2 separate regions of the Oryctolagus cuniculus genome follow, and region 1 is linked to region 2. Evidence: chromatin contacts called from public Hi-C data. All regions are on one chromosome and are shown on one strand. The core of a region is the stretch at or near the end of the contact, and the rest is flanking DNA. Distances in the headings are between cores, read along the strand shown. Region 1 overlaps MLLT3 (MLLT3 super elongation complex subunit). Region 2 has its middle 100 kb from the start of SLC24A2.

Region 1 (4,901 bases), core at 2,071-4,570, 780 kb before region 2:
CGCTCCTTCTCCCTTTCCAGGGCCTAATATTCTTAAATTCTAAATCTGTGCTCTCTTTCCAATACTCCAACATCATTGTGGCTCGTGAACTCTTGAAATGTGGCTAAATCTATTTGAGATATACTCAAGCATAGGTACACTGCATTTCAAAGGCAGTATGAAAAATAACATAAAATATCTGAATAATAATCTCTATATCAAAATGACAATATTTTCAAGTGAAATAGATTTATAAATCAAATTTCATCATTTTCTGTTTGAAAAATGTGGCTATTACATTTAAAATTACATGTGTGACTTATGTTACATTTCTGTTGGATAACACTGTTCTAGATTGGGGTTGGCAAGCTTTTTTCTATAAAGGACTTGAAGGTAGCAAATATTTATTGCTTGCCCGAACTTCAGTCAGGCTTCTGAATCTACTGTTAGGCACATCTGTGTATCTCTCTCTCTAATACTTAGTTTTAGCAAAAATGTCCCATACTCAATATCTGATCAGGCTCCTCATCTTCTACCACTCTCAGGTAATGTCTGACCACCCTGGCTTATCTTTAGCAAGAATCCTGCTTGGTCAGTTTAGCCAGAATGTACCTTAATCTTGATATTTCCTCTTAATAATTTTCCAGACCCTACCCGCAACTCTGCGACTTAGCTTAGATTCTCATGTGTACATGCTGTACTTGGAGTTGAGCCCATCTCTTTGCTTCACTGTAAGAATCCATTGCATGGTCCCTGTGCTATCTTGATGGCTCTGAATGAAATCTTCCTTCCTGTGCTTGAGCAAGCATCACTGAATACTTTTTCTTTAGCAATAGTGAGCATTTTAAGCTTTATAGGCTCTATGATTTTTGTTGTAATTCTTCCTTTCTTGCAGCACAAAAGCAGCCATGAGATAATATGCAAACTAATGAGCTTTGCTGTGTTCTAACAAAATTTTATTTATAGACACTGAAATTTGAATTTCAAATAGTTTCCCCATGTCATGAAATATGCTTTTTTAAACTTTCACTTAACTATCTAAACTATTTAACTATTTAAAGCTTTTCTTAACTCAAATAGACTTAGAAACTGATTTGACCTCCTAGCCATAATTTGCCTGCCATAGATTACCTGCATGTGTTCTCTATCAGCACTAGGATCCTTGAGATGAGATTATCTTCAGTGCTATAAAAAGGGCTTCTATGGTAAGGCTGGGTGACTGAATGACTGGAATGGTGGAGAAGGCTATAGGTAACTGAGGCATGCCCAATCTAGTGAGACAACCTGAACTCAGCTCCAGCTGTCTTATTCATACAGATGAACCCTGAGTGGCCAGATCTTCTGATATTTTTTTCCCCAGGATAAGAAGGGAATTTCAATTTTTTATGTAAAAATATCAGAATTTTATATATTGTCCATTATGTTATTTTAAGCAAACAAATAAACCAAAAATTTTGTTCAGGGCAAACAAAATATGTCTTTGGGCTTAGTTTAGCTCTCTGGCCATGCCTTTATATCCTTGGCTTCAGCCATGGAACTTTTTTATGAGAAACCATGGAATTTTTTTTACGAACATGTTTTTCTTTTTGTTTAATTTATATGAGAGGTAGAGAGACAGATAATAAACTGATGTAAATACAGCTCCCATCTGCTGGTTCACTCCCTAAATGCCTGCAATAGCCATAGCCGGGGGGACAGGAGCCAGGAGCCAGAAACTCCATCTAAATCTCCCATGTGGGTGGCCAGAACCCAACTACTTGAGCCATACCTGCTACTTCTATGAGTATGCATTAGCAGAGAGTGGGAATTGGAGGCAGAGTCAGGATTGGAACCCAGGTACTCTGATATAGGATGATGGGTAACTTAACCATAAGACTAAATGTCTGCCCCGCATTTTCCTTAAACCTTACAGATAAAAGTTACTGGTGTTTCTGATTTTTATGTGTCTTCCCCAAATAATTATAGTGTGGCATAATTTTATTACTTCAAGTTCTCAAGGATGATTGTTTTTTAAAAATATTTTTTCTTAATAAACAATCATTTGGCCGGCGCCGCGGCTCACTAGGCTAATCCTCCGCCTAGCGGCGCCGGCACACCGGGTTCTAGTCCCGGTCGGGGCGCCGGATTCTGTCCCGGTTGCCCCTCTTCCAGGCCAGCCCTCTGCTGTGGCCAGGGAGTGCAGTGGAGGATGGCCCAGGTGCTTGGGCCCTGCACCCCATGGGAGACCAGGAAAAGCACCTGGCTCCTGGCTCCTGCCATCGGATCAGCGCGGTGCGCCGGCCGCAGCGCGCCAGCCGCGGCGGCCATTGGAGGGTGAACCAACGGCAAAAGGAAGACCTTTCTCTCTGTCTCTCTCTCTCACTGTCCACTCTGCCTGTCACAAAAAAAAAAAAAAAAAAAAATAAACAATCATAATTACTATATGAGCATTTTTCCTCTAATTTCATATAGGTTCCTCATTTCATAGTTTTATTCTTTGTGAAAATGCATCATTTCCTGAAAATGGCTTTTAACTGAGTGGTGGTTGAAAACTGCCATGACTCAAAGAGGCCAGACTTTTATTTTAGCTTTACTTTTTGAAAGTGAATGCACACTTAGAAAATTATGTGTATTCACTGAAAGAAAGAAACTAACAAGCATAAAAGCTGATTTTGTGGCAGTATGGTTTGGAAGTGGCATTTGCCCCCATGGTTCACATTCTGGAAGCTTGATGCCCTGTGTGGTGATGTTAAGAGGTGGTGGGACCTTCAAGAGGAGGGGCCTACTAGAAGGAGATTTACCTGGGATGCAGACCTTGGAAGGAATTACTGTAGCCCATTTGGGAACCTAGTTAGCCTTTGGAGAGAGTTACGATAAAAGAGCAAGACTAGCCCCTCCCACATCTCCTTAGCTTCTTATCTTACCATGTGATCTCTCTCTCTCAAACATGTTTCCACCATGATGCCATCTCCTGTGATGTGATGTGGTTAAGGAGGCCATGGCCAGAAACAGAACCAGAACTGGAACTGTGAGCTAAATAAACTTCTTTTCTTTATAAAGTACCCAGCCTCAGGTATTTTGTTATAGCATGGAAAACAGACTAACACATGGATTTTGAAAAATATTGCTTCTACTTTTAGTTTAAAAGTTAGTTTTAGGCCAGCTTTATTCCTTTAAATACAGTTTGTACTATTAGCTTAATGAAAAACTTCTGCAGCGCTCCCCCCCCCACCACCACCACTATTTGTACGAGAAAATAAGATGTCTCAAGTTTGTTATTTTGGGAATGTCTGCTGTTCTTGAACTCTGCCAATTGGAAACAACCTCTGATGTCAAAGAACTTCCTTTTTGAAAAATGTGGTTGGCGCAGAATTACTTCTGCTCTGCAGTTTTGCCAAGTGGGTTTGCTTATACCCAAGAGTTAAATCATTTTCTCTTTGACATTAAGGAATAGGTTAGCCAATTTATTTTTAGGTCAATACTTTTAAAAGGGAAAAAAACTGCTAAGATTGATTTAATACTCTTTTGTAGCATATTTTTGTAAATCTACATATGAGTTCAATGAACTCTTGACTCCAAATATGTAAAATTAAATAATGAAGCCTCAGCAATTACCTTCAGACCTAATTTTTCAGGTTTTCTACCCATGAAACACTAAGCAGCTTTTCAAAGCAAGCAATATGATAAAAACTGGAATAAAGGAGAAACTAAGGAAGTTGTGTACCATGGCTGCTATAGTAAAAACCAAGTTCAGGAGGGTTCTAAGTTATCCCAACTGTAAAAATGAGGGTCAGTGCATTTTACCCTTGACAGCACTAGTTAATAATCCACTGTAATGATAAATAACCTCACTTATTCATTTCTAAATTTTTATAAAATTCTGTGCCCACATTATCTTATCCATATTATTTCTTTTCTTTAACAAGTAGATTTATCCCAGTAAGTACATTACCTTCAAGAACACAAAAACAATATGCTTGCAAATTTTTGAGTATTGTCTTTTAATAAATGTTCTTGTTTCTCTACATAATTCATGTATTTCTTTCCTGTGCCTTCTCTTTTACCTTACATTTCTCTTTGTTCTTTAACTAACATCACTCCACTCATATTATCTTTACATTGAATTCTATTAAAAGTTGCAAAATTTATTTCTGTGTGCTTTACATATAAGTGTTGTACAACAACTATTTGTTATATAAATCTAACATATAAATATATTAGATATATAAATATAATATAATATTAATATAATATATAATGTTATATAAACATAATATTAGGAAAACTGGTTATTCTTTCTTATTTTATATTTTTCCAACATATTCTGTCAATAGGTTTACAGATTGGTGAACTAAAAAGAGACAAAATGTCATCAACTAATATAGTAATGCCATTTTACTTTCCCCCCAAAAAAACTTTTACTTAAGGTATATAAACTTCACAAATTTCATAAATACAATTTTAGAAACATAGTGATAGTGATTCTTCCCACTGTACCCACCCTCCCACCCCCACCCTTCTTCCTCCTTTCTCTCCTCTTCCCATTCTTATTTTTTACTAAGAGTTATTTTCAATTAACTTTATACACAGCAGTTTAACTCTATACTAAGTAAAGAGTACAACAAATAGTATGAAAAAAATTGTTCCTCAACAGTTTTTTGATTTCTTTTATGACCCACTGTTCATTCAGGAGCATGTTGTTCATCCTCCATGTGTTTGCATATGTTCTAGGTAGTCTTGAGTTACTGATTTTTAGCTTCCTTGCTTTGTGGTCCAAGAAGATGCAGGTTTGATTTTGATTTTTTTTTAATTTGCTGAGACTTGCTTTATGGCCTATTATGTGGTCAATCCTAGGGGAAGTTCCATGCATTGCTGAGAAGAATGTGTGTTCTGCAATGTAAGATGAAAAGTTCTGTAGGTATCTGTTAAGTCCATTTGGTCGA
Region 2 (4,624 bases), core at 1,595-4,094:
TTCATGGAGACTGAGCCTGGTATAGCCAGAAAAGCTAGGCTGGTTCTTTCTTACCACATTCAAAAGCCCGTTTTTTGTTTAGTTTAGTTTAGTTTGCTTTTTTGTTTTTTGTTAAGAGCCAAATGAGCTCAAAGATAGCAATTACAGGGCAGCCAACAGAGTCTCATTGAGATAAGAGAGCAGGAAGGTGCTAGGAGGGTTGGTGGTGGCTTTGGTGAAAAAAGTCATTTCACTTTGTGTTTTACTCTTTTTTTGACAGGAAAAGTTAGACAGTGAGAGAGATACAGAGAGAAAGGTCTTCCTTCCATTGGTTCACCCCCCATATAGTCGCTACAATGGCACGCTGCACCTACCTGAAGCCAGGAGCCAGGTGCTTCCTCCTAGTCTCCCATGCAGGTGCAGGGGCCCAAGCACTTGGGCCATCCTCCACTGCCCTCCCGGGCCACAGCAGAGAGCTGTCCTGGAAGAGGAGCAACCGGGACAGAATCCAGTGCCCCAACCGGGACTAGAACCCTGGGGTGCTGGCACCGCAGGCGGAGGATTAGCCTAGTGAGCTGCGCTCTGGCCCGTGTTTTACTCTTCATCTAGTCTTCATGTCTCCCTGTTTGTTCACCCTGAGCCCAAACTTAGGAAGTTAATTTCTGCAGACATGGAAAGGTATTGCTCTGGGCTGACTGATGGCAGAACTGTTGGCTGTTGGGGAGGACTCACTTGAGGAAAGGACCCCCTTCTGAGCAGCGATGCCTGTGAAAGTTCCCTGGATTCATTGTGCATTTCACACAAGCTCTTGCAAATCCATGTTGTAGAATTTCAGCTCCAAGCAGGGTGCTAATAGAATTTTCTATGGCATGACCCTTGAAAGAAGCAAAGACAATTAGTTATTCCCTCTCCAGCAGTCCTCTCAGATGCCCTAAGATCACTGCTAATGTCAAAGTTAGCAGGTGGAGGGCACCTACTTGCTGAGAAAGTGTCTACACATTGGGCCCACTGATAGACAGCTGTCTAGACCAGTGATGAAAAACTAACCGAGTTAGCATTCCAGAAGTTGCAGGAGACATAAGCTACAGAAGCAGAGGAGCAGAGAGCAAGAGCATTAGTGGTATCCCCAAAAGCAGTGGTCATGGTAGAGTCCTCGAGAAATGAGCACCTGATATCTGAGGCTGGAGACGCTTCAATAGCACAACCACCCCAAATAAGCTTTCACATCTCAGCTGGCTGAGGAGGAAATCCTGGCCTCTCAGCCATTCTGTTTTCCTTGCTCCTCTACAGGTAGTTTCATAGTAATTCCCACTGCCTGAGTGGATTGGATATGTCTCCTTGTTCTTCATACTGCACAGCCAACTAACTGCTCTACTCCTTCATGAGGATGAACATGACACATGAACGTGGCAAATGAGCCAAACGCCATCTCTTTGTTCATTACCCTCGCTATCCTCTCCTTTGAGAAATGATCCCAACCAGGTTAAGCTGCTGCTTGCGATGCATGCATCCCATATCAAAATGCTGGTTCCAATCCTGGCTGCTCTGTTTCTGATCCAGCTATTGTGCCTGAAAAGGCAGCTGAAGATGGATCCCTGATACCCATGTGGGAGCCAAGGATGGAGTTCCAGGATCCTGGCTTCAGCCTGGTTCAGACCTGGCTGCTGCAACCATTCGGGGAGTGAACTGCAGATGGAAGGTTCTTCTCCCTCTCCTACTTCCTTTCCCTCTCTCTCCCCCTCCCTCTCCTACTCTCTGTATTTTTGCCTCTGCCTCTCTCTCTCCATCTCTGTAGTTCTGCATTTCAAATAAATAAATAAAAAAGAAATGATCCCAAGCAGCTCCCTACTAATGGTTCTCCATGGGGAGACATTTGGCAGATTGCATTCTCCATAATGTGATAACTATACACTTGATCTTAGCCAAAAGACCAAGAAGTGATATGTGACCACTATAATATCCTTCACCCAACATTTTCTTCCACAATGTGAGCTTGTCCTTCCTGTATGCAGGTGGGAAGGCTTGTGAGTATCACCCAGAAGACTGCTGAAGTGCTACTGTGAGATTTCCAAGATTGGGAAAAGAATGGCAAAGGGACCTGCCCCCTTGCTGTGCAACTGTCTGGGTATGGAGGGTATAGAGCCACGTCAGGGCAGGTTCCAAGAGGGGTGACCATTTTTCTTCATCATGGCTATGGTACCATACCTCCTCTGTTCTAAGATGTTGTTTATTTAAGAAATATCATCAATTCAATGAAGGGTTTGGGGGAACAAATGACTCACCACTACCATATCAAATGTATCATCTATTACGAGATTCATTAAAAGGAACATTGACATGTGAAACAAATGCATGAGCTGCAAAGAAATGCAGTGAGTCCTTCAGCGTGCCTGGACAGCTTTGAATACATCAGAAGAGTACTGAGATCTTCCATTGTCCCCTGTGTGTGCCAGCAAGGCTGACTTCTCCACGAGGCACAGTGCCTACGGCCCACAGTACATTCAGACAGCCACAAAAATATTTCCCTTTCTTAATATCAAAAGAATAAAGTGTCCTTCAGGGTACAATAAAATGTTTTAAAATGTGACAACAATATATTCATTTTTAGATCAACATATTCAAAAATATGATTATTAACACTGAAGAGTTAATACTGAGTACGTTTTATGGAGGGAAGTCATCACACAGTTGAGTTGTCTTTGCCCACCTGCTAAAGAGACTCGGACATGTATAGGCTCTCCTTTTTTGCTCCCTCAATATCCAGATAAAAAGGAATCCCAGGGGGATTTTTTTTCCCACTCAGTACTTCCATATTTGGAATCTAGATGGCTCCATTGCTCTAAAGTTAGCCTGCGATGTGATGTGATTTACAATGACTGTTAGGAAGCTCTCTATGTCTCCTGTGGCGCAGGCAGAGGTTACTTTGGGTAGAGATAGCGTGATGTGTGCACAGCTGGAGGTAGGCCTGGGATTTTTCATGGCTGTCATTCTTTTAAACTCTCAGTCCCCGAGGATAATCAATGGAAAGTAAAACCTGGCCATTTTAAACTCCACTTGAATTATTGAGCATGCAGGCATGAAAAATTTAAATGTCTAGGAAAATAAATAGGGTACATAAAAAGATTTTATTGAATTTCTGCAAATCAGGGAAGAATAGTAAATGGCTGCTTTTTTTTTTTTTTAAGCATACTTGGAAGTCCCTGCCATTTATTGGGAGATCTCTAGACTCCATTGAAAATCGTGGATTCAAATAGTTAGGGACCAAACCAGCAGAGAAAAATACAACTCTCTGAAGCTATTTCATACTCAGGGAGATGGCTTATAAAATTTTTGAGTAGAACAATAAATTTTCCACTTTCAGAATTCTTAGCCTAGTCTTTTAGACTAGATGGTTGCTCATGAAACAATAGAAACAGCTTAAATCATCCAACTTTATTTTCTCTAGCTGTCTGGGGAAGGGTGTCCATGCCAATGTGTACAAATAAAAGCAGGTGAATCTAAGCATGTTTAAGGAGCTTAAAAACCCACTCAGGCCATCCTAGGGACAGCAGTTTCATTTCTAATATTCCTGCTTTTAAACAGAAGCTTCTTAACCCTTTTCCTCCCTCTTGACCACTTGGATTGGTGATTTGTTCCTATTGTATTCAATTAAAATTCTGTATAAATAATAGATGTCTTTTCTGCAATGTGAATTGCCAGTGACGCTTAGGGCCTCTTGTCTGGGAAGTATCAAGCTTGGCAGTTAAAGAAACAATGCAAGGGGTAGAAAGAGGCTTTGCGCCTGCCATGGAGTTCCCTGGGGAAACCGGTGCTTAAGTGTTGTGTTATCTCTAGGGAAAAAACAAGACTCAACTAAATTGTTTCCAAATACATTCAGGTGAGGAGTTTAAATACTCCCCACAAATGATAAAGTGAAGTTTATATGTATGAATAGGAAACAGATTTTTATCTTTCAACCGAAGTGAGGTAACTTAAAACTTCACATAGCATGGCAAGTTCTAAATGTTTAATGAATTAAAAACTATTTTAAAATGATACCCGGTACTAGTAAATGAAAATGAGGAAACACAGGTAAGTGGTAACTGTTTACTATAGGTGTACTGTTGGAAACAGGTTGATAACTGACTTTGGAGCACTCAACTAATGAATATGAATAAGCAGCACATGATCTATGTCAACACTCTTCTAAGCTTATTACCTATTTCAACTCACTCAATTCTCATAATAACCCTAAAAAGCTGGGTAATGTCATTATCTCCCTCTTACAGATGAGAAAACCGAGGCCCTGAGAGATCAAATAGCTTGTCCAAGGTCATAGATGAGTAGGGGCTGACATGGTTTGAACTCAGTTTGGTTTCAGACTCTAATATTGCCACTACAATTTCCTGCCTCTCAAAGCCCATTCCAGAATGTTGCAGACTCTGTATACGCTCTGTGCACAGACTTAGAACGCCCTGTTTGGAGAGGCTGTCAGTTTCTGGGTCCTCTCCTGGGTCCCAGATACTCATCACCCAGGCTGGTGGGAGTGCTGCCCCAGGAGCCCTCAAGGAATGATTTCCCGAAGATGCTGAATAGATACCAGCTCTAGGTGGGCTCCTCTCTGTATCTCTGAGGGTCCCAGTTGATGAGCCCGCAATGATAATTT

The links. Hi-C and Micro-C count contacts between places; a contact is called where the count stands out from the background.
Region 1: a Hi-C map of an unstated tissue shows a contact between it and region 2, with 2.5 times the contacts expected there. The contact joins two enhancer-like sites. A contact is called at or near these places in 2 of 6 Hi-C or Micro-C datasets (ear pinna and an unstated tissue).

Annotation. Positions count from the first base shown.
Region 1 is chr1:183,606,665-183,611,565 of mOryCun1.1, reverse strand. All of the region lies in intron 2 of MLLT3 (MLLT3 super elongation complex subunit), which reads left to right. Among named protein-coding and RNA genes, the nearest start is that of FOCAD, 48 kb to the left of the region's middle. Within about 2 kb of position 3,320, at least 1 of the 8 cell types and tissues checked has an H3K27ac peak or open chromatin away from gene starts, as enhancers often do.
Region 2 is chr1:182,825,736-182,830,359 of mOryCun1.1, reverse strand. No RefSeq gene overlaps it. Among named protein-coding and RNA genes, the nearest start is that of SLC24A2, 100 kb to the right of the region's middle. Within about 2 kb of position 2,844, at least 2 of the 8 cell types and tissues checked have an H3K27ac peak or open chromatin away from gene starts, as enhancers often do.